Linked DNA regions of Danio rerio: regions 1, 3 and 4 are each linked to region 2. A link is a contact called in public HiChIP or PLAC-seq data. All regions are on one chromosome and are shown on one strand. The core of a region is the stretch at or near the end of the contact, and the rest is flanking DNA. Distances in the headings are between cores, read along the strand shown.

What was found. HiChIP or PLAC-seq counts read pairs in DNA pulled down with a chosen protein or histone mark.
Region 1: an H3K4me3 HiChIP or PLAC-seq map of embryo shows a contact between it and region 2, with 4 times the contacts expected there. The contact joins the promoter of kcnk12l here to the promoter of diablob in region 2.
Region 3: a contact with region 2 is called in an H3K4me3 HiChIP or PLAC-seq map of gastrula embryo, with 4 times the contacts expected there. The contact joins the enhancer-like site here to the promoter of diablob in region 2. A contact is called at or near these places in 12 of 18 Hi-C or Micro-C datasets (caudal fin, embryo, fibroblasts and 4 more) and 3 of 4 datasets of contacts at active chromatin or transcription factors (caudal fin, embryo and gastrula embryo).
Region 4: an H3K4me3 HiChIP or PLAC-seq map of gastrula embryo shows a contact between it and region 2, with 6 times the contacts expected there. The contact joins the promoter of ppm1nb here to the promoter of diablob in region 2. A contact is called at or near these places in 1 of 18 Hi-C or Micro-C datasets (embryo) and 2 of 4 datasets of contacts at active chromatin or transcription factors (embryo and gastrula embryo).

The regions. Positions count from the first base shown.
Region 1 is chr21:22,806,725-22,813,377 of GRCz12tu, forward strand. kcnk12l (potassium channel, subfamily K, member 12 like) reads left to right here and starts at 4,280. Exons shown (of 3, transcript XM_021469073.3): 1 at 4,280-5,233; 2 at 5,592-6,381. The coding sequence starts at 5,979.
Region 2 is chr21:22,985,750-22,993,195 of GRCz12tu, forward strand. It overlaps diablob (diablo, IAP-binding mitochondrial protein b), which reads right to left and starts at 1,269. Exons shown (of 6, transcript NM_001243034.1): 1 at 1,195-1,269; 2 at 659-794. The coding sequence starts at 1,235. It overlaps or113-4 (odorant receptor, family A, subfamily 113, member 4), which reads right to left and starts at 4,011. Exons shown (of 1, transcript XM_017352938.4): 1 at 2,923-4,011. The coding sequence starts at 3,894. The coding sequence ends at 2,938.
Region 3 is chr21:22,843,312-22,850,611 of GRCz12tu, forward strand. No RefSeq gene overlaps it. Among named protein-coding and RNA genes, the nearest start is that of rtn2b, 17 kb to the left of the region's middle. Within about 2 kb of position 2,775, at least 9 of the 62 cell types and tissues checked have an H3K27ac peak or open chromatin away from gene starts, as enhancers often do.
Region 4 is chr21:22,824,988-22,831,901 of GRCz12tu, forward strand. ppm1nb (protein phosphatase, Mg2+/Mn2+ dependent, 1Nb (putative)) reads right to left here and starts at 3,455. Exons shown (of 6, transcript NM_001103117.1): 1 at 2,754-3,455; 2 at 1,747-2,318; 3 at 724-841; 4 at 474-588. The coding sequence starts at 3,165. It overlaps rtn2b (reticulon 2b), which reads left to right and starts at 4,503. Exons shown (of 8, transcript NM_001029959.2): 1 at 4,503-4,555; 2 at 6,402-6,609. The coding sequence starts at 4,543.

The DNA.
Region 1 (6,653 bases), core at 3,030-5,529, 180 kb before region 2:
CATGTAATTGGATTGATTAGAAATTTGTTCCAAAATGGTTTGGAACAAGTCAAGGGAGACTAAATGATGACAGAACTGGCAATTATGGGTGAAATGTCCTTTTAAAACTTGCAATTTAAATTTAAACTGAAACAAAAGTGATCATACGTGACCATGTCTTGTGTTTGTCATCATTATACATGTATATAACGCCAAACAAAGACTCATTCATTTACAGTAGTGTGAAGACCACATTTTAGAGTGCTGATTTTAACACGTAGTCGACAAAGAGAACAGTGAGGAGGACGAAGAGAAAAGAGACAGACTCCATAATGAGCTTTGGGCTATCACTACATTCATCACGCAGCACCTGTGATGAATTACATTATGCAGATCACACTTCTCAGATCTCTTGATGACTTTAAAGACAGTGTAGCACTCAGACAAGCAAAACCCATGATTAGCACCGCTGCTTTTGGAATAATACGAGCGCAAGACATGGCTTTTTGCTGTCTTGCGGCGGCAGTTGCCCAAACACTTGTCTTCCTGATGAGGACAAAGTTTATGAATAAAATACCCCTCATTCTTTTGATATAGCGCTTGTGTGTCTGTCTCCAGCGCACCTGGGCACTTACAAGCAATGACCAGTACTCTAATGATGGGGAATACAGTCTTGTGAGCTGGCAGACAAGATGAAAGGCAAGGGTGGGCTGGTCAGAGAGAACAAAGCAATGTCGTCTCAGCCATCTGAGCACATCGCACAATAGAAAGAGAGTACCACGGCTATATTTTCGTCTGTCAACATCAAACAAAGTGATATTTTAATGTCGGTAAAGCAACAAGGAAATAGCGGTCTGTCAGTTGTTTGGAGCTTTTAAATCACCCTTGTTGAAATGTCCTTGAATTTTCTGGGAGATGATTGTAATCGGATAGAGGAGAGGGCGATTGTGAGTGTTTAGGTATTTATCATGACAGTACTTAAATATAAATGACCATAAATTGCACTAAAATGCCATTACTAGTACTGTTACGGAGCTACCAAAATGTGTGTGCGTATTGACTTTTGGCCTTATGAATAACAGGAAGCAGGTGATTAAAAATGTATATTATTATGCAGATATATGAACCCGCTTCATATCATCAGCTGTTGATTCATAAAACATTTTCAGTTTACGTCAGTGGAAATGAATGCAAATCAAGTCTTCAAATATCCATGTCACCTCTATGAAGATTATACGGTTTGAGGGCATGGTGTCTGAAATCTAAGTAAATCACAGTAATCATCAATACGTCTCTCTGAGTGTGTCTCAAAAACTGGAGCAGCCTAACAAGACAGCCAAGTGCCAAGTCTGGTCTGGACTTACTCAAATATAGTGTTTTAACAATTTTTTTCGGCATAAAAATGAATCACTGACATTTACCTCTGTTAACTGACCAGAACCACTGAATGAACTAGTATTAATAAGACTACCATGTTTGTATGTTTTACAGTATGATATGAAGCAAGTTGGAAAAAAGTGACACATGGGTATCAATTTTAGAAAATGGTTATAACATGCATATTGTTCAGGCAATATGTCAACAATAAATGATAAGACTTTTGATTCTGTCAAAAATGAATTTGGTTAATTATGTAAAGCTTTTGGCATAATTTGCTAAATGAGTAGGACAGAATCAGCTGTAATACAAGTTTGTTCTATTCTCTTTTACACTCACTGGCTTCTTTAATAGGTACCTGTGCAACTGCTTGTTAACGCAAATTTCCTCAACCAATCACATGGCAGCAACTTAGTGCATATAGGCATGTAGACATGGTCAAGACGATCTGCTGCAGTTCAAACCGAGCATCAGAATGATGAAGAAAGGTGATTTAAGTGACTTTGAACATGGCATGGTTGTTGGTGCCAGACGGGCTGGTCTGAGTATTTCAAAAACTGCTGATCAACTGGGATTTTCATGCACAACCAACTCTAGGGTTTACAGAGTATGGTCTGAAGTGTGGGCGCAAATGCCTTGTTGATGCCAGAGGTTAGAGGAGAATGGCCAGACTGGTTTGAGCTGATAGAAAGGCAACAGTAACTCAAATAACCATTAGTTACAACTGAGGTATGCACAAGAGCATCTCTGAACGCTCAACACGTCCAACCTTGAGGCGGATGGGCTACAGCAGCATAAGACAACACCGGGTGCCACCCTTGTCAGCTAAAAATAGGAAACAGGCTACAATTCACACAGGCTCACCAAAATTGGACAATAGAAGATTGAAAAAACATTTGTCTGGTCAGATGACTCTTAATTTCTGCTGCAACATTTGATTGGTAGGGTCAAAATTTGGCATCAGCATCATGAAAGCATGGATCAATCCTGCTGTATCAATAGTTCAGGCTGCTGGTAGTAGTGTAATGGTGTGGGGGATATTTTCTTGGCACACTTTGAGCTCATTAATACCAAATGAGCGTCAAATCAAAGCCACAACCTACCAGAGTATTGATGCTGTTGATGTCCATTGCTTTATGACCACGGTGTACCCATCTTCTGATGGCTACTTCCAGCAGGATAGTGTGCCATGTCATAAAGCGTGAATTATCTCAGACTGGTTTCTTAAACATGACAATAAGTTCACTGTACTTACATGGCCTTCACAGTCACCAGATCTCAATCCAATAGATAAATCTGATAAATACGCAGCAACTGCGTGATGCTATCACGTCAATATGGACCAAAATCTCTGAGGAATACTTCCAGTACCTTGTCAAATATATGCCACGAAAGATTAAGGCAGTTCTGAAGGCAAAAGTGGGTCCAACCCGGTACTAGTAATGTGTACCCAATAAAGTGGTTGGTGTGTGCAGATTATGTCAGGAAAAAACATAAATACTAAAACCCCATAATATCCTATAAACTGACAAACATGTCATGGTAAGAAGACCTATCAGTAGAGCAAGAACATTCAATAAACTTCAACTTGGGTTAAAACAAGCATTTTTTGAGAGTATCTAAATCATTGACTGTCACCATCTTTGGTATCTCTATGAAAATTCAACTTTCACACAGTGGGATCAAAAGCAGTTTTTGTCTATGACTGGCTGTTTAATGCATAAATATATCCAAACGCTAAACCTTATAAAATATGTCATTTTATCTGAAATGCTCAGCAACTATTGCACAACTTTCTTATGGATAGGGCTTAACAGTTGGTGTTTAGAACTCACTAGTATTTTATAGGCTATAAATATTTAATTGTATTTCTAACATTAATTAAATAAATTTTTAACATTAATTAAATAATCTCCATTCTCAAAATTGCCAAGGTTTTTTCTCTGCCTTGCTGTGTGTTTTTTTTTTATTATTACTTCTAACCTCTATACAACATTATCCTAAAAATGATGTGTATTTTCTGATATTTTTTATTATATTTACTGTGTTTACAAAATTGTTAATGTTACAGGCCCATAGCCAAGGGGAGTTTGGGTGGTTCGAAAGACTCACCCCTCACTGACAAAGGTCCAAAATTTGTCACATACATGAGCTCATTTGTCTTTTTTTTGACTGCTATGCCATCATAAATTGTGAAAATATCCCATCTAAAAAGACTTTAAGACCAAGTGGAACCTATGTCGCTTTGATGGAAAATAATTGTTTGTATTTGCCAAAACTGATTAGCTGAAGTCACAGCAGTCCAACATCCAGCTGTGCAAGAAAACATAAGAATCTGATGTAAAAGACGTCATCTTTCACTACTGACCTACTGTATTGTTGTTAAATAGATTTTTTTTTTCACAAGTAACTATTATTGTAAATCTTGGACCTTTATTCTAAAAACAAAAAAATGACCAATAAAAAGGCGTGAAGCACTAAAAGTGGCCCTTATTAAAATTAATTTGAATACTAATTTGACTATTGTTATTTATGATTTTAAAAAACTTTTCACAAGAGAGGCTAGATAAATCATTCTTCATTACTATTAATATTATTATGTTTTTTCTTGTTCAAAGGGCCAAATTCTGACAAAGGAAAGTTAAATGTACTGGACTATTTGTTATTTGTATAATAATTGACAATATAGTAGTTTTTAATTTATTTCTATTTTATTCCCATTTTATTTCTAATGAAATATGATGTAATAAATTTTTATTTATTTATTTATTTTATCTATTCTAAACATTTTTGGTACATAACAGTGTGGTTTTAATCACGATCTGACAAGCTAATCCAGCTTAAAAATAGTGCTTAAAAACATCACGAAGAGGAATATTTAAATCTAATAATTAAATATAAACGAGGCGAATACATGCAAAAAATCCACTTTTTGAGAAAAAAAAATCACCCCTTTCACTGGGCTGGTTACGGGCCTGCATTAAATACACGAAGGTTATATACTGTCATGCTTGCGCAGGTATCTAATATTTTTACAGGCCTAACTTACCATCAAAACTTGTAGCCAGATAGAGTGCATTTTAATGTAGCAAATTAATGAGCTACACAATTTAAACGCCACATTCCAATGACACTTACGCATTACTTAAGGTGACCTAATGAAAAGATGAAAGGATTGTTTACCATTTTCAATACATCCAGAATTCTGACCGCTGGATATTAAAGCGCGGGTACGAGGATGGGCGTGACACGCGAGTGGCCAATTGTAATGGAAATATCAGTCACGTGCATCTCTTTAATACATAGTTAGACATTTTTAACATAAATGTATCCGAATTATATACATTAACTCATGAATTCACTAGGCGAAAACAAACGTCACAATAAATAACGAAGTTGGATTGACTTATTAACATGTAATAATAAAATAACATGTATTGATAAAAAATCACGACAAAAATACTTAGAGGCAAGTACTTGTTGCAACCAAAGGAATGAATCAGGGAATTATCTTGTTTTTAAAGAATGCGAAGGATTCTCAGTTAAATTAATAAAGATTACCACATGTATTACCAGTACAAGCTCGGCTCATTACATTTTCGTCTCTCTCTCTCTCTCTCTCTCTCTCTCTCTCTCTCTCTCTCTCTCTCTCTCTCTCTCTCTCTCTCTCTCTCTCTCTCCCATATTTTGTCAGCTGCATCATTCAATCACGCACTGCCAAGGATTCACACTTGCCACGAATAAAATGCGCCTTTAGGTTTAACTAAACGTTTCCAACACTTTTGACTCTTTTAACTCTTTTTAAAAGACTCGATTCTGTTGGAGAATTACGGAGACATCAGAGGTGCTCTTCATCCAATATCACATGTACAGTCAGGTACGTACCCTTCAATTTGTTTCACTCTAAAAGTTTTGTCGTTATTAACTCAATCGGACAAATATGACTGACTTCCTAAATATTAGCCATATTTTTTTATGATAATAAATAATCCAACTATAATTCAGTAATTCAAAATTGTATAATTTTAGTATTAATACTGCTCTTTAAAAGCATAAAAATATATCATTTTAAATGTACAACATGTGTATGATGGACCAATGATAATTAATGTGTGCTTAACTTTTTTAAATCAGTCAGTATCTAGATATATTTAAATTGTGTGATTTTATACTCTTTTGTTTAAACTATTATTACACTAGATTAATTAAAATACTTATTTGTATCCTCCAAACAGCTTAAAGATGATTTCACAACAAGACCACAGCATTATATCTGACTGTTGCAGCACCAGCTATACTTGGACAGCGAGATGGGGAAAGATTACAATCTTGCGCTTGCCTGCCTACTGTTACCTGCTAATCCAAAAGGTGTATCTTGAGGTCTTATTTCCCGGACCATGTGTCATTTTACCTGATAACCTTGCTTTTTACTGTGTCTTGGTCTCATGGCTGCTGGAGGAAGTGATGCAGTTATGAATCCAGCAGAATGAAGAACTTTGTCCTGTGCTCCTTCATATTTGAACTGCATCTGCGTGCAAGAGCATCACACAGTTTTTATGTGACTCTGCACCTCATCTAAAGCTGCTGTGGTGAGTGTGTGACAGAGTGTTTGTGTTGTGTGTATGAAAGTGGCTGTGCATGTTTGCCTGTTCTTGTCATTTCCTGCTGATGGTCAAGTCATGCCACGTCGAAGAGATGCCAGCAACAACTGTTGCCTCCCACTTCACCTGAATGAAGACAATGCCCGTTTCGGCTTGTTGGCAGCCCTCATCCTGCTCTACCTGCTGTGTGGCGCGGTGGTGTTCTCCGCACTCGAGCATCCCTCTGAGCTGCAGGCTCACCAGCGCTGGGAAGAACAGCTGGCCAACTTCACAGAGCAAAACAGTGTTCATCTCAAATCACTGCAGGTCCTGCTCAGGCAATATGAGGAGGCCTTTGCAGCTGGAATCCGGGTGGACAAACTTAGGGCCCGCTGGGATTTCTCAGGCTCCTTCTACTTTGTTGGTACAGTGATTTCCACTATAGGTGAGTAATGTTGCATTTAAATTTCCTTATCTGCAAACCAGCTTGCCAAAATAGCTTGCCAATTAGAAATAAACTAAAGAATCAAGTTGCAAGTTTAATACATTTTTATGCATCATTATTAAATGAATACTTTGATTGCTAAATTTCCAACTGGTACTCCAGCCCCCCAACAAACCAATTCAATTCAAAGTGTTTTTTTCATATGCACAGTAAGGAAAGTGGTTCCATGTACAATGAAATTCATAGTTTGCTGTCCACACTAAATGCCAAGG
Region 2 (7,446 bases), core at 19-2,518:
CCTGCAGGGTTTAGCTCCATCTTGCCTCAACACACCTGCTTGGATGTTTCAAGAATACCTAGTAAGACCTTGATTAGCTTGTTCAGGTGTGTATGATTAGGGTTGGAGCTAAAATCTGCAGGGCACCGGCCCTCCAGGAACAAGTTTGGTGACCACTGATCTAATGTATAGGATACACACTTCCTCACTTTGTTAGAAACACTTCTATGTTTCTGTTTGTACAGATAAGCTATATTTTTATACTTTGTACTGCTTTTCTACATTCACTTACTCTATTGTGAAAGTCTTTGAATAGTTTTATTTATTTTCTATTGCATAACTTCTTCAAATCTTGTTAAATTATTATTGTTTTTATTATTTTTAAGGTCAAAGGCGGTTGTGTAAGCATTTCACTGTATACCAGAGTGTTTACTAAAATGAAACAAATAATAACAAAATAAATATATTCAAATAAAATTAGACTCAAGTGCGAGTAAATTGTGAATATGTTATTAATTTTAGGGGGGTAAAACAGCCTACGATTAGTTGCAAAAACCTCAGTCCGTAATTGACAACCAGTTTATCTCCTAAACACTGTTGTTGCTTGTTACATTTTTAAATTTTAGACATTTTATCAGTAAAATAGTGTATAGTGCAGTGACAGTGTTGTTGTGCAGACCTGAAGGAAGGGAACAGCACAAATAGCACCAGTGACACTCAAAGTCCTCCGGTGTTTCCTGAAGATCCCGGGCAGCAGAAAGAGTCTCCGGCCAGCCTGACACGAGCCGCCGCTGCTCAACAACGAAGCTGCATAGCTAACGTACACACAACAACAGCAAAAGTTAAGGGGAAAGCAACAACACCTTATGACGAATAATACAGTTGCTCAAGTCAAAAGCAGCATTTCGTAAAGATAAATTTAACAAACTAGGCCAAGTGGAGCAGAAAATAAGCTCTACAATGGAGTAGAATCATTAGCGAATGTTTTCTACAACTGCCAAAACATTGATCGGTCAACGCTAACGTTACGTTTGTTTAAGCAACTACTGGTCCTTTATTGATGATTGTACAGATACGACATATGTATAAGTTAGCTAAAGTTAAGCGTGGTCTGTTATTGGTGATTGTACAAACAACAACAAATACTAACGTTATACAAGTTAGATAAAGTTAAACGTAATAACGTTACTTGATACCGATGAATAAATAAACAACCTCAGTCCTGCAGCGAACAACTTCCTCCTGTACGCCGCCATACTTGTTAAGATGATGAAACTGTAACATCTCCTTCTGTCGGTGTTGAAGAGAATTGCACTCTTAACATCTTGATTCATATCCACTTTCTGATGCAACAAACATTTCTTTCACAATTTTGTCAAAGTGCTTCCCATACCTTTTTTTTTTTAACACAAAGTGTTTATTGACAAATGTGCGTTTAAACTGTAAGTTATTACAGTTTTATAAATAATGTTATAAGTATAGAATTTTAAAATAAATAAAACTTAAAAACTTATAAAAAGGGGGTATGTATTTCGAACCACCTAAACCCCCCATACGGGCCTGGAAGAGTGTTCAAGAACACATTAAACCCCATATGTGAAATTTACAATGTTTATTTTGCTAGCACAGATTATTATTCTTTAAGTAAAAATTAATCTCTGTAAATTAATCCACTTAGTTGATTTGTTTGTTTGGGTAATCTGGCAATATATATATAAGCATTACATTTATTAAATAAACTTAAAATAAAAGTATAATTTCCTTATTGCTGATATATGCATAGTTTAATTTTCTCTTTTGGGAGTCTATATAACATGTGCTGTATTTGAATTGTCATAACCACCACCACAACCAGCCCTACAAATATACGTCTACCTGAAGGCCAACCACAATGTCATGACATTTATATAGTCAAGTTTGTAAAACAAGTTTGAACTGTTCAATAAGTGCCGCAGGTGTTTTGCTTTCTAACCTTATCAGCCTTCTCATCTTTGACCCAAATAATATTTTTCTCTTTTTTTCCTGTGCTTGGATACAGTTGATAGCTACATACTATTTCATCATCTTTTTTTTGATGGAGACCAGTTATTAGTTTGCATTAAAATAGTTGCCACATGTTATATAGTTTATTATAATTTTTGAAGGGAATTATCTATTATAATCGCAAGTAATTTGTGTGAATCTGGCTCCTTAAGTAAGAACAACTTATATGTAGATTCGGCAGAAATGCAAGATTTTTTATATTTTTATTTCAAAATGTACACTGGCACATATCTATTTTTAAAAGACCAAAGTACTCAGGCACAAAATACAAGCAGGAAATGCTGTGATCACTACATTAAAAAACAAAAACAAACAACAACAACAACAACAACAACAACAACAACAACAACAACAACAACATTTCAATACAGACTTGGTACTTCTGTTGTTGGTACTTCTGACAACACTACGGTCTCACAGCTTGACCAACAATCGAGAAGCAGCATCTTCTCACAAGAAAACTCAGTGCATGAATAATAATTAGACACCAACATGCCATCGAAGTACTCACAGAAGCTTCAGAAGCCGTTTTTACTTTTTTTTTTGGCATGAATGAGGATTCTGCTAAATGTTCCCAGCTGACACATTCACTGAAGTCTGAATACGAGTGGGTCACATCCATCAGTCATGTCTATTGATCATGCTAAGTGTCAAAAGACCCCAAAGATTAACTTCTTATTAAAGAAAAGGCTTGTGTTTGTGAAGGATTTAGATCCTGAAGACTGTTCTCTGTGGAAAAATATTCATCTCTGTTATTCTTTATTGAAATATAATATGATATAATATAATACATAAATAAAAATAATAAAGACAAACATTTGTTTGCATCAGTTTGTTGAGTATGTCTGATTCAACTTTAATAAATAGTGGCAACATACAACACTATACAAAGTGCAAATGTTTAAACCATTGCTATTACACATGTAGCTCTATTAAAACTGGTTTGACTTTACCTTTACCGAATGTGAAGTAATATTTAAAGAGACAACAAAAAGCCTGATCTCGCATACCATAAATAAGAGGACTTAGACACTTGGGGAAAACTATAAACACCACAAAACAAAAATACATCACATTTATTGCAGTTAAATAGTTAGTAGACAGATAAATAGCTTCTTGGACAACTCCAACTAAGATGGACATTGCACCAAGACCCAGCTGTATTAGATGCAGAAGAACAGTCTTATTAGCTTTTTTGGCTGACAGTTTATCACAAGCAGCAGTTTTAGCCACAGCTGCTATAGAGGCATAGGTAAAGATTATAACAAAAGACACCAACACAAAAAATATACACGTGAAAGCTATGTCAATGCTCTTGTAGATCTGCAGTCTGAAAAGTATAATTCTTGTGCAAAATGAATTCAGAACTGTGTTTGCAGAATCAAAAGAATAGAAGATAATGACTTCAGACAAACACTGAATCAATCCCAAGACCCAAACAACGACAATAGCTGTGTGAGTAATTTTAAAACTGGTGAATTCTGCATGTCTGAGAGGAAAACAGATGGCCACATATCTCTCCAGTGACATTAAAGACAGATTTAAGATAGAGACATGAAAGAGAGCTTTTGCAGAAACGAGAAGAAAAAGACAGATGTTTCTGATTATTAAAAACCTACAGACAGCACATATATACACTGAAAGACTAAAAATGAGACTCAATGTATCGACCCAAAGCATGTGACCAAACAGAATATAGCGAGACATCTCCTGAAAAACAGCCTTTTTCCTTAAAGTGAAGATCATGACCCCGTTGACATAAAGGAAAACAATACTTGGTGTCACAATCAAAGATGCCTTCATTGGAGTATTTTGATCAATTAGTCCCAGAGTGAGGTTAGATGCAGATTCATTAAAATTAGACATTTTCATAAATATTAGATATCAACACACAATTAACATAGGTGCTGTTAATGCTGAACAGATCAACAGTGAAATCTACACATTTCTTGCTAGTGCTAATCTAGATAAAGCTCCTCTGAGGTGATGTTGAAGCCACAGCGAGAGTGAGAGAGTAAAAAAGAATGAATCCAGGGGTTTCAAAATATCACGCTTTAAATATCTTTAACCTGAATCCCACCGGGTGTCTTGTTTGTGTATGTAATGTGTGTGTGTGACAGAGTATATGGCCAGGGTGAAAGACAAGTTAATCTGACAGAATCGACTTGCTCAAAAATATACAATAGTAAAAAAAAATTTTTAATATTGTGAAGTTCAGCTGTCGAAAATGTTTATCTTTTATCTTCTTGTATTTATTATTGTAATGCCAAGTCTGAATTTTAAACATCATTACGATAAACTTCAGTATAATATATTTATTTTAATATTATAATATTTTTTTGTAATTATATAATTATATTACAACAATTGTTTTAATTATTGTTATTGTAAATATTATAATGCTTTTTTTGTGCTAAGTTAATAATTGTTCTTGACTTTAGGTAAAAATCACTTTTGTTATGCTCCACAGAGTACTTTTTCTTCTTCTTCTTTTTCTGAACAAATCATCCATGCATTACTAGTCCTGCAGTTGTTTCATACGGACCCTTGAAAGAGGGGTAACATTTTTCAAGACTTTGTTCTGACCATGCATTTCCAGATGCGATGGTTCCTATCTCCGCATGAGGGGTACGGCTACTGCATCATGTGTCTGGGGGTCCAGCTTGTTGATGCAGAGCTCGCGAACAGCTTATTCCCTCACTGTGAGGGCCACTGTTGTTCCCCACAAAGCGATGAGCACTTGGCCAGATCTGGGGATTACAGTAGGGCTTATCCGTTGCCTCCGGTCTTGCTGACCCCTCACTCCTCCTCAGCACACCCTATACAAACTTACAGTGTTTGTGGCAGCTCATTCCCCGTTTATCCGGGATGACCACACTGGACTGACACAGTTTCAATTTACAAGAACTTCTATGTTAAGCTGTTTTGACACAATCAACATTGTAAAAGTGCTATAGAAATAAAGATGAATTGAACTGAAATTAAACCACGCTTGCTGGATGACACTTCAGATCATTTTGGAAGGGCACTTTTTATTCAAGACTATAGGGCATGTGCACTGCACAGGTTGAGCCTTAGTTGTGCACGTGTGTGGTGTATAAATAGTCTGAATGATCAGTCATCACAAGTCTCAGCTGTGTGTGTGTCTCATCAGCCGTGATGAGCAGCTGGTGTTTTACATGGCCTGATAGGATTTGTAGTTCCTAAACATGACATTTGCAGTTTCCCAGTGATCTGTCAGGAAGGATCACTGGTGATCGTGAAAGTTCTCTAAGAGCGGATTCCAGACACTCCCAGAACAGTTCAGGAGGGAGGTGGAGCGGAGGCGGAACAGGGGGAGAGATGGAGGGTCTGGAGAATGGAGCTGTGGAAGGTCTGGAGCATGGAGCTGCGGAGGACCTGGAGCATGGGGCTGTGGAGGGATGATCCGCTTCACCACCATGGCTAGTGGCTGCGTCGAGCTGCCGACACCCCTTGGTGCACTTTGCAACAGATTTTGAGGGTGTCAGAGAATGGACTTATTTATTTCTCTCACATCTCTCCCTTCCAGCCTCCCCAAGGGATCCTAGAAGGAAGGTTAGTGCCAATCTCTCAGTTTTAGCTCTTCCTCCCCATCCTGAGCTTCCCCACCACAGGTGTGCCTGCGATCGCTCCAGTAATGGTGCTTACTAGTACTGCCCAGCCTGACGTAGTAGTTCGTCCAGATATTCAGATTCAGCTGTGTGATTCAATTCATTATATGGCCTCCCGATTTTACAGGCACGCATTTCATGGCGGTCAATGCCGCAGGTGCCCAAGTCTCACGCAAGGAGATGGCTATACTCCTGGCGAAGGATGCAATCTAGCTGGTCCCTCCAACTGAAATGAAGAGCGGGTTTTACAGCCCATACTTTATTGTACCCAAGAGCAGTGGGTCATAATCAATTCTTTCTGCTCATTCTGAACCATACCTGAACAGGGTGCCATTCAAAGTGCTCATTTAGAAATGCATCCAATGATGCGTCAGTCCCAGGGATTGGTTGCAGCTTTAGACCTGAAGACTAGACCTCACTTTAGACCTCACTTCTATGTTTCGATTCTCCCTCTCCACAAATCATTTCTTCAGTGAGCATATGTGGGCAGGACACTGCAGTACAGGGTCCTCCCTTTCAGGCTATGCTTGATTTTGCAGGTTTTCTCGAAGCTTGTGGATGGTGCCCTTGCACCTTTTCAGCTCACGGGCATCTGCATTCTTGGCTATTTTGGACAGTCTTGGAATCAGCTGATTATGCACAGGGACCTGGTGCTCTGGCACCAGATGGGCTTGGCGCACGTGGGATGCACCAGGTGGCCATGAGCATGCTATGTTACTGCAGCTTCAGTTACCCAGGGTGCCCTTAGAACAAGTGTCAGACCCAGACTCCAGTTGTATTGGTATATCAATTGCCTGGAGCTATTGACAGTGTTTTTCGCTTTCTGCCGGTTCATGGCTAGAATAGAAACACAAGCTGGTAAGGATGGAAAACGTGGCTTCTGTAGCGTATATCAACCGTGTGGATGGTATGCACTCCCGGCACATTTTTCAGCATGCTAGCTATATTGAAATCGCTGTGTGTTATTCACATCCTTAACGAGCTCTTTTGTGCAGCCAATGGCTCTCAAGGCAGCTTACATAGTGGAGGCTCCACTCCGGTGCAGTTCAGATGATGTGGGAGCACATCGGAGAAGCCAAGGTCTCCCCGGCTGATATATTTTTTTGTTGTATTGCATTTATGTTACTAACATATTCCTGTTTGCACTATAGCTCCAGTCCCCTGCTGATATAACAGGGTTGAAAACAGTAGTGAGGTTCCAAATACGAATTTATTTAAAGAGTTGTCAGCAGGGGCGCCTCCAAGGCGTGGCCAGGGGTGGCCACGGCCACCCCTCGGTAAACTCTGGCCACCCCTGTGGCCACCCCAATATAATTTTGCTGTTGACATTATTGATTTAAATGTACTTATAAATCCCCAATGTTTAAATAAATAAAATGCAGCCACTAAATTATTGTTGGTGTTACTGACGTAGCTGATTGATTGTCTCTCCCCCTTAGTGCTGGTTCAATGCTGAATGCTGGTGAAAGCAAACTGACGCAAGCGCGCAGAAAACCATTCCCGCGCGCCTCACGCACTCCTGTGTGAATCCCGGTTGGTTGTTTGCATGCACGCCGACAAAATACGCGCCGCTCATGCGCCGTGAAACGGAGTAACAGAATTTTGTGCAGAGGTGAAAGTCGACTAAAGTTTATATAATATGATGATGATGATGATGATGATGTTACTTTCACTAAGCATGCCTTTAAAGCAGAAAGGAGGGATAATGAGTCAGGGAGGTAAGACTTCATAACATGAGTTCTCAGCCATGATCTGGTCTAAGACCACAGATAATTCTGTAATACATTTTTTT
Region 3 (7,300 bases), core at 1,525-4,024, 140 kb before region 2:
CTAATTAAATCATTTAAAAATCAAGGCATGGTCATATTTTATTTTGGTAAAATAAGTGTAATCTAGAGGCCTTTGCCCTTCATATAAAAGATACCAAATGATCAACTAGAAGTTATTATTTGAGGTTCCTAAAAAAGTTATAAATTACTTTTTGTAACTATTAAACGTCTCAGTTTCTCTGGATTTATGATTTAGAGTTAAGCCTATTTTTGTTTTATCTCAACTTTAAAGATCATGTTAAGAAAAGGCATATTTATAAATAAAATATTTACAAATCACAGTGCCACTCCAAAATACTAATTAACTGTTAATTTCAATTTTTGTTAAACAGCAGTAAACAGATGAGACTCTGGTTTCACAGAACTGCTTACTTTTCTTTAAAACCTGTCCTGTTTTCAAAATAGGAGCCCCACAAGTATAAAATAAGCTTAGATAAGCTTTAAATGGCTGCATGTGAAGTCTATTTGACTTATACTGGTCTATTTTTGCACTATTGTTAGTTTTCTATTAGATGTTCACTGACAGCTTAAATTTTGCCTGGCTTTAGCCATGATGTCCATATTTAGATGCATATTATACATCTTTAAAAAGCACAAAAAGCTTGTTTGCTACAGTCCAATATGTGACAAGTGATAACCAGTACATTAGTCAAATCACTCAATCTAATGTTTGTGATTAAACACATTCGAGAAGCAATTTTTTACACGTTCTTATAATAATTTACATTCCCATTCTTCACCACCAGGATCCAATATCTCACAAAGCCATGATCATAAAGCAAAGGAGTACACAGGATAATAAACTGTAATTTTGTCCATGATGAGATCCTCGCCGATGATTCTGCCAACACATTTAAGGATTGTGGTTGTATAAAAGCTGCAGAGGGAAATACTATCTCGAGTGCGTCAGCAAGATTGAGCTCTGCTTCTTGCACTTGACCAGAAACATTTGCAATGAAATGAGACAAATAACTAAACAGAAAATAACTCAAAATGCCTTAAAGTGACATCAAATGAAGAATCGATTGGCCATGCAATTCATCAGCAGCCATCAGACACAAACAACACCAGACTGCAGCTGCATCAGACACGGATACGAGCACCTTGAGCCAATTAAAGAACACTAAGCTTTGTATTCAACAATTGGTTGAACATGATCTCACAGCAGGGACTGTCCAGTGGCATGATGGGATAGCCGAGGAAGCAGTGCTCTACAGCTGAGTGCAGGTCATACATGAGGCCGTCTGGCGAAGATGTGGTAATTGAGTTTTAGAGAAAGTGCTTTCACAGCGAGAGCAGCGTCACAGAGAGATCATTGCAAGGTAAGTCACAGAAATCTCTTTTTATAGATCAGAAAGTCAGAAATTTTACCACAATGACTGAAACGATATGAATTCATTTGGTAAAAAGAGCAACCGTTTATTGCTGGTTTAATAGTATTGATTGTCTAAATGGATGCTATAAATTGAGCACTCTCCAGTCTTGTTTTCTCTCTGTGCTGATGTGCACTAGTTTTAGGGTGCTTTCACATCGGTGGTTCAGTTCATTCGGTCTGGATCAAGGGCAACAAATGATACAGTTGAAATCAGAATTATTAGCCCCCCAGAATTTTTGGCCCCTTGCTTATTTCTTTCCCCAATTTCTGTTTAACAGAGAGAAGATTTTTTTTCTCAACACATTTCTAAACATAATAGTTTTAATAACTCATTTCTAATAACTGATTTATTTTATCTTTGCCAAGATGACAGTAAATAATATTTGACTAGATATTTTTTAAGACACTTCTATACAGCTTAAAGTGACATTTAAAGGTTTTACTAGGTTAATTAGGTTAACTAGGCAAGTTAGGGTAAGTTACTGTATAACGATGGTTTGCTCTAAAGACTATAGAAAAAAGAAATAGCTTAAAGGGGCTAATAATTTTGACCCAAAAATGGTGTTAAAAAGATGTAAAACTGCTTTTATTCTAGTCGAAATAAAACAAATAAGACTTTCTCCAGAAGAAAAAAATATTATCAAACATACTGTGAAAATTTCCTTGCTCTGTTCAACATCATTTGGGAAATATTTAAAAAAGAAAAAGAAAAAAATCAAAGTGGGGCTAATAATTTTGACTTCAGTTGTACACTATAGCATTTTTCTGCTGTTTTGGGTCCTTTTCACACCACACTGATTGCTTTGGTTCAAACCAGTAGAAAAAGAACCAAAATGCAGTCATGTGACAAAATTTACATCACTCATTGGCCAGACAGCTCATCGGACTGTGGCAGCTGGCATTCCTCCAAAAAGGCGCAGTACTTTTTGCGGTCGACTCTGTTTTAGTTCGGATCATGTTCTCACCACAAATGGACCGCTCCAGGGTTCGTTTTAAAGCATACAGAGAACACCTCTTCTTCTTTTGGTGTTCACTCGAGTGCGATTGCTACATTCACACCTGCCCAAACGAACCGCACCAAGAGGGAAAACGAACTCTAGTGCGATTCAACTGAACTCAATAAGGTAGGTTTGAAAACACCCTTAGACACCGACATCAAACATACAAATAGAGTTGTTTTTATAGTTGGCAAACTTCTGACCTTTTTGACTTGTAATTTTATAGCGAGCAGTTTTAATTAAGAGTTGAACCCTTTCTCTCTGTCCTTTTTCACTTTGCGGAAAACGCTTCAATGATCTCATTCACTGAGACCAAATGCCACAATGGCCACAGATAATGACTGGGACAGGCTGAGAGAGCATCTCTTTGTTCCCGAAATTATTCAAGGAAACTTCTCCAAGTCAGCCTGGATGACTTTGTTGGGTATCCGGACAAGGGGTCGGGAGAAGGGAAGCAGTGTGTGTCTTGTACTATCCCGAAGGATATGCATTGCTCTCCCTGTCTATCCATATAGCATCTGGCCAAATAGTGTTGCTATCAGTAATGCCCCAATCACGCTGAGATGTTTATTGCATGCTTTTTGAAAGTCAAAAATAAAACTCTCTCTGAATAAACAATATGAATAAAGTAATATAAGTTTTCTATAAGTCTTAATAGAAGTCACAGTCACTTTGGTACATTTCTCAGAGAAGAATTGAAACTACCAGTTCAATCTTCATCATCATGTCACTTGCGCACATCCCAAAAAAAAAGCAGAGTACACGGTTATATTGAAAACATAAGCAATTTGACTGCCTTATCAGCACACAATGATCAAGGACTTGTCATTCTGATGGCATTGATATGTTCATTGACACAGATATTTTGTTTTTGAGAAATGAACTAAGGATTTTGAGCAAGAGACTGACTTTTGCAGGTAACTCATGGTGGTTTACTAATTGTATGTGGTGTTGAGAAATGCTTAAGAAATGTATCAAAGTGACTGAGAAAAAAAGTGTTATATAATGAACAGATTTATTTTGGGTTTTTATTTACAGATTAGTTAACAATGTTTACAAAATTTAAATTTGGTCACAGAGCCTCGATCATGCTTGCTTGACATGTGAGAACCAATGAGATTTGTTCTTGGTCATTGAGCAGGTTTGACCGACATTCTGTTTATGTTTGATGATATATGATTAAATGTGAATAAAAGTTAAAATTACATGTGTTCATTATGTAAAGCTACTGTGTGGGCAGAATAGTTGGAATAATCCATCTGGTTTGCATATTTATTATTTGATCTTTTTACATAGATTTGGGTGCATTTAGAAGGGACTAAAATGACAGATTTCATTAAAAATATCTTCCCTTGTGTTTAGAGTATCGACAAAAGGCTTATGGAGGGTGAAAAAACGATTATAGAACTTTCATTTTGGGGTCAACAAAGAAAAATTGAATACAGTCACTTACGGAAAGTTTATGCTAAATAAATAAATATACAGTTGAAGTCAAGTTTATTTGCCCTCCTGTAAATCTTCTTTTTTTCAAATTTCGTTAATGATGTTAAACAGAGAAAATATTTTTTTCACAGTATGTCTGATAATGTTTTTTTCTTTTGGAGAAAGTTTTATTTGTTTATTTGTTTTATTTAGGTTGGAATTAACGCAGTTTTTAATAAAAAAAAAAAAAAGATTTTATGATCAATATTATTAGCCCCCTTAAGCAATATTTTTTTCGAGTCTATAGAATAAAACATTGTTATACAATGACTTGCCTAATTAACCTAGTTAAGTCTTTAAATGTCACTTTACGCTGAATACTAATAACTTAAAAAAATATCTAGTCAAATAATATTTACTTACATCAGAGCAAAGCAAAAATAAGTTATTAGACATTAGTTAATAAAACTTGATTAGAAATGTGTTGAAAAGATCTTTCTGTTAAACTGAAATTAGGGGAAAAATGCAAAGGGGCGTAATATTTCAGGAGGACTAATAATTCTGACCTCAACTATATGTACATGACAATCTTTGACATCATTTCCCTTACACTGAAGGTCAAATGAAGTACAGTACTATCACAGATAAGCAATCCAAATTCCTGAGGAAGCTGTGAAAATAGTCTGAAAAAAAAAACCCTGCCTGTGCAGTGGCAGTCCTCAGGGAATGGATGGACAAATGGAGAAAAAGCAGGGAATTGAGCGAGAGAGAGAGAGAGAGAGAGAGAGAGAGAGAGAGAGAGAGAGAGAGAGAGAGAAGTGGATGACGTATTAGACATTGAGCAGAATCAATTGTTCACGTGATCTTCTCCCTCCATAGGGCACCTTGATCCCCCTGGTGTTAACAAAACACTTGCATACACATATTCTCTCTTAAAACACCAGATGTATCGTCCACAATTCCTATGTCCGAGCCTGAAATGCCTCGACATTCACTAACAAAGAAAAATGTATGCTATTTTTGGCTTCCTGTAAAAAAAAAAAGAGAGAGAAAAGAACAAAGAAAGCCTCTCGCTTACAAAAAGGCCAGAACGGAACTGAGAAAAAACTCATAAATAATGATTAGAAAAGAAGAGAAGTTGGGCGAAAGAGTCTCACAGTTTCAATCCAATAAGGGGAGTGACTGGGTTTAACAACAGCAGAGTAATCACAAGGGTGTCTGGGAGAGGAAGACGTAGTGCAATGTTATACAGTAAAGCGCAATTTTGTATTGATTTGTATACAGCAAAGTCATTGCATACTGCAGAGGTGCTTGACTAGTTTTGCTTTTAGTTTGTTTCCTCAGATTGTGTTTTTCTCTTTGTATAATGCTTTTTCCCCCTAGTCTGATGCAGTCGTTCCCATCTTGGCTCTATTTGAACCACATTTATAAAAAATCTCTTTGTTTTGTAAGAATTTATTATTTCATTTTCCTTTGGCCTTGACCTTTATTTATCAGGGGTCACCACAGCGGAATGAACCGCCAACCATTCTGGCAAATGTTTTATGGAGCATATGCCTTTTCAGCCACACCCCAGTACTAAGAAACACACACACACACACACACACACACACACACACACACACACACACACACACACACACACACACACACACACACACACACACACACACACACACACACACACACAATGGTCAGTTTAGTTCATCAAGTTCACCTATGGCTCATCTTTGTACTATGGGGGAAACCGGAGCACCCGGAGGACACTCACGTGAACACGGGTAAAACATGCAATCTCCATCAAGCAATGCCAACTGGCCCAGCCGAGACTCGAACCAGCAACCTTCTAGCTGTGAAAAAAATGTGTTTTAATATGCCTCCATATACTTAAAGTAATAGTCACACCTGTCAACCCTCCTGTTTTTCCCAGGATTCTCCCATTTTTTACAGTTCTATCCCGCTAACATCCCGTAAAGGTATTTTCCTGTATTTCTCCCATATTTTCAGTCTTTCTATTAAGGGTGGCAATAAACATAACAGAGCTGGTCCTCCCTTAATCCAAACCATACTGCCGAACCACCAGGGGCCGCTCTTTCAAATGTGAGTCTGTTCTGTGCTTTCGTTTTATTTAGGCATTAAAACCCTTTGAAATAAATCTAAAAACAGTGGGTTTCTCTTCCTTTTCATTAGTCTCCATGCGTGACTGTCAACTGACGCGCTCCATCTTGATAAATAGACAATATACATAGTTTCCCAAACATATTCTGTACATAAGATTTGAAGAGGAGCGAAAGCCTGGGTTTTGGGTGCATGCTTGAACAGACATTTACCCATAAATAATAATATCATCTAAAGATGTCGATCTTGTGGAATTTTTTTTTAAACACAACTAATTTTGTCCTAAATGAGCATAAAAGATTAAGAAAGAAACCGAATGCTTTCATTTTAATGTCAGATGTGTGCATTTTTAAAGTGACACTCGTTATTTAATGTAATAAAACGGGGTCAGGGTTGGGTGGTAATCCTCTATTATGGTGGGCATATCCCTTATTTTTACATCCCAATGTTGACAGGTATGGTAATAGTTGACCCAAAAACTAATATCTGCCATTAATTTACTCACCAGATCATCCAAAAAAGTAGGTGACTATTCCTACTGCAAGTGTATCCCATCAATCCTCATATTCACGAACTCATGTGCTGGAATTAGAATTGTTTAGGAAAATGTTGCTGTGTAGGTTTACTTAAATATAAAATCTGAAAATACAACTTGCTTGTAGACAGGTCAGTGTTCAAGTTACAACACAAACAATAGGAATGATCAGGCTGTTCCTCATAAAAGAACTGGTTTGTTTGCTTTGTCATGTTACTCTTGACCTCACAAGTTGATATCCAGGCTTTGTTTTTCCCCCAAAATTAGGTTGAAATTAAATGAAAACTTTTGTTTTCTTTATGTGACCCTATTGTTTGCTTAAGTAAGTGATAGACGTTATTATGTTCCGGGTTTTTGAAAAAATAAGTGTGTATATTTAAAATGCTATAGTTTAAATGCAGACTTGTTTATGTTGTATTTCATATATGTCATAATTCTACTAGATTACGGATATATCTTTTATCGTTCTGAAAGTTTTTTTGGGGGTACTATAATTGTTAACATGTAATAGAGGAAAACATGGTTATTACCATATCCATTTTATACCATGTAACGCAAATACTGTGGTGTTACTGATATTTGCACCTTTTGTGGGAATAAGTGTGAAGACATTTCTCACTTGTTTTTTTTTTTCATGCAATCATTGCTTTTGAATGATTTGAGTACATATTGCTTTTTCAAGGTTAATATGAGGGGCACTTTGCACCTTAAGGATGTAATTTGTTAATTTGAAAACCAAAACAAGTGGCTAGAACCCACTGTGAACTTTCTTATACTTACTGGGAAATTTTGCTTTCACAAACAGAGGTTCCTTAAAAAAAATGTAACTTTCATAGACTTCTTATGTGAAATA
Region 4 (6,914 bases), core at 2,205-4,704, 160 kb before region 2:
TCTTTCCATCCCAAATATAGACATTGAAGATGGTTATATGTCTGATCATCACAATTCAGTTGTTTTTAATATTTCAATTCCCAGCCCCCTTTTAAATAACAAACCATCAGTCTGCTGTGTTTGCTGCCTGAATCCTTCAACGGCCAGTGATTTTATTAAGGCTTACTCACTATTTCCGTTTTTGTCATTTGGGAATAAATGAGTCAATGTCAATATTTAATTCCACCTGTAATGATATCATGGAGTTGTAAATAATATAAAAAAACTATAATAATAATTAAATGTATTAATAAGTTAGAAAAATAAAATAATGCTATTTAAAAGCCGTTCAGATCAACTGGAAGTGTGACATCTATTTAATGCAACAGATTTACTAATGATTTCAGCGTGAATCAAGTTTTCACACTTATCTAACATCGTTGCTGTCTGTTATTTTGAGCAGAAGTAAAGCATGATATAAAACATGTACTCACTTGCTTTGAAGGCCGCCTCCTGGTGGAAGTCCAGGAATCACCGTTGAGGCCAGCACTGTCAAAACTGACAGCAGATCAGGCTCATCACCTCTCATGCTCAGCTCTTCAAATATCTCTGCCAAGGAGACATGCATGACAATGATTTAACTCCTCATGCTGACATGCACAGACCATCACCATTACTATTTGTGATGCAAGTCATGTCTTAGAATCAATAACAAAGGAAACCAGATTTATTCTGGTGGTTTACCAGCTACTTTAGACTCCAAGAAGTCCTCAAGCTCAGCCTCATGGTGCAGTGCTTCAGGTGACAGCTGGGGGGCGCCAGGGAAACACACTAGAATAATGCTGATGTTATCAAGGCTCCCCTATTAGCAAAGACACAAAGACACATACAGTAAAAAAAACAAATAATACGATTTCATCGCTAAACTGAGCAGCTGCTTTTCTTCCGGTGCTACTTTAAACAGGACAGGCAGTCGCGTGTCATTAGCCTTGAGGCTTTTGTTTTAAAGACAGCCACCTCACGTTGATGATTAAGTGGATTGGAGTTGGTGTCACTAATGCAAACCTTATCCTTCATTTCTTAGGGATGTTGTAGGTTGTCTCTCCCTACACCGTACAATGCGTGGCAGAATGCTGTAATCTCCTCACACCATGGCTAAAAGTAGTTTATCCCATACAGCTTAGCGCTGAATACAGCTTCACTTTGTGCTTTGCGATGGTGGTCGAATGTGCAGCACTGACAAAGCAAAGATCTGGCTTACTGCGCAGAGAAAGATGTTGACATTTTCAGGTCAGCACGCATCCTTTTCTGCAGCCTAAAGGCCATTCTGTGTTTCTCTTACGTAATGCAACAGCCTGGCTTAAGTCAGCTTGCAGTGTCATAACCAACAGACTCTAGATTTCGCATTAGAAAATGTAGTTGACTGCTCCAACGCTAAAATACTTAATGACTTTATTTTTTATATATATATATTTTAGACCATCTAAAGCACATTTTAAAGCTGCTTGATTTTAGTGTCTTGCTTTTGAAGAACAGTTTGGATCTGGCCATCAAACATAAGCACTGGATGTAAAGTTTTGGTGGTAAATCCAATGTGACAAAATGTGAACCTGGCATTTTCTGGTACTAAAGGTTTTACCCAGTGAAAGAGCTGTCACCAGAACCGCTGATGCTGCACAGACCCAAAGTTGCTCTGGGAAAAGAGACCAAATTGGGCATGAATTGGTCTGAACCAAATACTACATGAAATCTTTTGTTCATACTAACCTTATAGAGGCAAAGGTCGATGACTTGGGAGCAGACCTCCCTCAGGTCGGTGCAGATACGCAGTCGGCTATGTACGAAGGCACAGAGCTCTTCATTACTGACAGTGTCCCACACACCATCGCAGGCCAGAACCAGAAACTCATCTGCTGGCGAGCGCTCCACCACAGACACTTCTGGTTCTGGTGATACCATCTGTTCTGTGACTGACCGCCACTCGACTGTCTTGTAGCTGAAGTCCCCCAATGCTCGGGAGACTGCCAGAGAGCCATTCACTCGCTGCAAAGTGACCGATCCTCCAGCACTCTCTATCCTCTCCTTCTCACCTGGGCTAAAAGGCTTGTGGTCCTCTGTCGAAAATGCCACTCGCCCAGCACGGCACAGAACAGCCCGAGAGTCCCCGCAATTCACGAAGTAGATGTGGTGCGGAGTGATAGCAGTGGAAACGACAGTGGTCCCACCCCGCTCCCAACCCTCACGGCAGGCCATGGCATGAAGGTGCTTGTCCATAAGAAAGAAGCCCTCCTTGAAGCCCTCAGTGACCCTTTCCACATCTTCATCTGCTCGGATCTTGCCTGAGAAGAAACCGCTCATGTAACAAATGAACCAACCCAAGCTAGTCTGCTATTGCTAGTGCAGGATCTATCAGTGATCTTCAAACAGATCACATTTGCTTATTCACAAATGAATATAAAGGCTTTATTAGTGAAGATTGCAAGGACAAAGCGTTATGTGAAGATAATTGCGTTTCCTACATAGGGAACATGTTGTACACCTCAATTAACTTGTCAGAACGCAGCCTAATGAAGTTTTAATGTTGCAGTGGCTTTGGTTGTACAGCAGGTCTACAAATTAATCCAGTCTCAAGGGATTGTCTCAGGTGTAATCTAAAGAGATCAACAATGAACACGTGATGTGATGATCCGATCTACAGTAACATTATGTACTTTATGTATCTACAGCACAATAAACAAAAACGCCAACTGATTTTAGGACAGCTTGATGCTCACCTGTACCTAAGATGTGATCAAGTAGATTTCGGGAGCAGTTCTGGGCCACAGCACTTCCTGCATGTCCATCGAAAACAGCGAAGAATGCCCAGTGGGACAGTTCCCCTCCAAGCTGAGGGAAGCAATTATGGAAATCCTCCATGTGGGCCCTCCAGCCCTGCATACTAGCCAGGGCATAGGTAAGTCCCCAGGAGGCACAACCCTCTTGCATGTGCTTGTCCAGAACTGGCCGGTCCAAATAGGGGCTAGGGATCACCCCTTCCTCTTCTGCCCCCTCTTCGCTTTCGGACAGCTCCCCTGCGCCTCCTCCTCGTCCCCCTTTAAAAAAGGAGGTGACCCTTTTCTCTGTCTCCTTTACCAGCTGCCTTACAAAAGCAGGCATTTCAACGCTTCCTTTCCTAGATGTCCTCATGATGTCTTTTTTGCACTCGTTTGAATCCGTTCACGGCCTCCACCCTGTGCTGTAGCTCGCTGGCTTTGGTTTGGCTGTGTGCAGCCTTGCTGTTCAGGGCCTTCACAGCATTATCTCCCGGGAGACTGATTCTGCACCTTCAAGCATCATCGAGTGGTCCAATATAGAATGCTTGGATATCCCTTCTCTCAGTCTACCCATTGCTACAAATCTCACTGAGATCTAATCTATCTGTTGTCACGGTTGCTCCGTCCAATTTGATCCACTTTTATTGCCTTCCTCTCCTATATGTCAGTGATATTCCCTCTCTCTAAGCTTTCTCTCTGTCTGAGCCCGTTATTTTCCTGTCATCCCTCCGATTGGCTGAGCTATTTCTGTGCACCAATGATCTCGCTGGCCCTCCCTCTTGTTGTACACACCAACATGCAATCCTTTCGCAGAGTGGCTCTCTCTCTTTCACATGTTCAGTGCCTCTCCCTCTCTCCCTCCCTCAGCTTCTCCTCCTGAACTCCCTCTGTTAATCATCTGTGCTGAGCATTTGATAATTTTGGATTACCTAACATGCACAGATTAATGTGCATAACAGATTTTTCACAGTAGCCCAGCATGAGGGAAATAAATAAAGAAAGAGAGACAGTGTACGTTCCATTGCTTTTTCTTAAAAACTGTTATGTGAACCAGATCCAGTGATTCACATTAAAGAACACGGTTTGCCTTGAGCAGAATTCATAAATGGCATATTCAGATACGAACTCAGGAGACTCTAACAAGGGTTGTTTCAGACAGATTAGTGGATTATGTAAATCAAAAATGCATTCATAAACATTATTACGTAACAAGATATTTTTGTCTTTGTAACTCTTCTTGTGTGTCTGCGGAATGACGCAAACACAAATGTCACATGAATAAATGTGTTTGACAGCTGAACAATGATTGCATCATTCTGATAGTACTGACTCATCTGCTGGGTCAAGCTACCTGACAAAAGAGAGGCCTTTTCATTACCGAAGTTATATGTAGATAAAAACCTACATGCATCCTCAGGTAGGTGTTAAAGGCTAGCTTTTTTGCTAGTATGTCGGAAGATAAAGCACAGCACTCTTTGAGCAATGCCTGAGCAATTTGCTTATATCTAAGCTTATCCATTTCCCTTGAGATGCACACAAACACATGCTGACGTCTCAGGTTCCTTAAGCTTGGAACAGCTCATAAGGGAGTATAGCTGTGTGTGTTCGTAAAGATGGGGTGTCCAAGTGGTTGAGATATTATTAGGTCAGGCCAACCCCTTCCAGCTGACAACGCTAAGATGGCCAAAAAAAGCCCAGAGGGTTCGTGGAGTGCTAGGAGGAGAGGGGGTTTGGTGTGGAAGCAGCAGAAATGGCCAGCAAAGGTGAGAGTCTTGAGCAGGACTGAACAGCACAGGGAATCAAGCTCTCATGAGCTGTATTGTTTACACGTGTAATCTGCTGGTACACGAATAGCAGGTTGGCAGTAACTGAGGTAGGTTGGGGGGAGGATAAGAGATCAGATTGAAGTTGAGTGGTGCTCTGTAGAGGTATAGTAATGCTGCTGACTAGTCAGCACATCATACAGGACTTTTCCCAATGGAAGTTTGGCAGGCTGATGGGATCTGATGGATGGACTACCTTCATGAGCGGACTGATGCATGACACTAGGATTTACATTTTGAGGCAGAGGGAGAAAAGGAGTCAATGATGTCTGAATGAAGTAGGTGAGATCTTCTCTCAGTCTTATTTTGGCAGTGCTGGCAGACGTCTCCCCGGAGAGATTCAATCTGACCCAGCCATGTTAGGCTGCAGTAAAGTACATTAGCAGGAGGCCTCGTGGAGGGTTTTATGCAGAGAAGATTTTTGAAGGTTTGGACTGATCTAATACAGGCTCATTCGGCTTTGCACCAGTGTGCACACAGCATTCGTTCAAGATTTGCACCTGCATTTGGAGGATAATCAGAGTCAACAGCTGTTGAGCTCTGTTGGCTTCACAAGAGAAGGGGCGTTCTAATGCACACTGCCATTAGCTGTTCTGCCCTGATTGTGTCCATGTGCTCTCTAACACTCTAAAGAGCTTCTTGGCCATTTATGTCATGTGTTTGACTTGGTGATGTAACATTTGCACTAAATTAATGTGCAGTTATGTGATAGATGAGCTCATGGACAACTGCAGTGGACTTTGGATTCAGATTATTCTATTTGTGTGTGTAAAAAAAAAATTGAATGTGATTACAGACTTGACATGTCTGGCACAGCCTGGAGTGTATAACGTGACCAAGCTGTTTGACAATTGCACGATTTCATCAAGTGTTTTTGGCTGAGTCTGCCTTGATGATCACATGTCTGCTTGTCAAAAAAAACAATGCTAAATGAAAACTTCTGGCCGTCTCTATCAATCAGTCAATACATTTTATTTATATTGTCCTTGACAATATTAAGGCCACTCCTGCGCATGAGAATTTTTCAGTTTTTCTTTTCTCTTCAGTTTTATTGTGCTGTTTGAGTGTTTTCAGTCTGCTTGTTTTCACACTGTTTGACAAAACCAAAATACCAAATGCCTGGCAATGTATAGCATGACAAAGTATATTTTTAAAAATCTTTAAGTTTTTAGATGCTTACTGGATATATACTGAACCCCTTTTATTACCCCTGCATCACTTGCATACAAACAAAGTGGATTTCTGGCTGGCTAAATTACTGTAAATTAGCATTATCCAGTAAAGTTATTGAAAATAATGTGTTTATGTTTTATAACATTGTGTTTGGCCAATAAGGTGACATTTTAAGCATAATTCTAACATATGATCTTCTTTTATGATATTAGAAGTCCTGCTGAACTGAAGCCAGTTTTCAACTATTTTCATTGAATCCAAAACCTGTTTTACATTTAGAGGACCATTTACATCATTTAATAGATTAAATAACTAAAGTGAATTAATTTACTAAAGATATTGCAATGGACCAAAAAAATGGATGAAATTTGTAATTTGCTAGTCTGTGGCAGACAGTCTAACACACAAATTGCCTGACACCCAGTGGAAACATGCGCATCTGACCACACAAATACTTCACTACAAATCCCCCTTGAGACAGACTTCAAAGTAATACTCAATGATCTTTGCCTTTTCCCCTCAGTCTCTTTCTTTCAATCATTCTGTCTGATTATTTGTTTATATTTTTATTTTCCTGAGATTTCACACATTTTCTTTTTCTTGCCCTCTCTAGTGTTGGATCTGATATACTGGCGGAATTTGGCAACCACCGGGGTGGTGTTTACAGGTTTGGTTGTGGGCTTGGCTTCTTTGTTTCAGCTCAGTGCCATTACAATTCTATCCAACCTCGGTTTGAGCATTATGGCCTTCACCCTCCCTGTACGCTTGCTCTACAAAGCCATGACAGTTACCCGTCTCAATGATGGATCGCATCCCTTCCAGTGAGTATGCTGTGCAAGATAACCAATGACTGTATACAATTAGAACCTGAAATATGTAACTGATATTTTTGTTTGTTTATATTTTGAATTAAGGTAACTGTAACAACAGGAATAGTTTCTCCCACTTCACTTTTATTTTCTGTAAGATGTTTTGTTGTTGTTGTTTCTGGCTTTACAGTATGTGCATTTAAATCACTGAAATGGTTGTTTCATAAACCCTTTTGCAACATTTTAGTTGTCCAACTTCCCTCAAAGTATGTAATCTTTTTTTTTTGTGAAGCAAAAATACATATTTTTGAATGTTT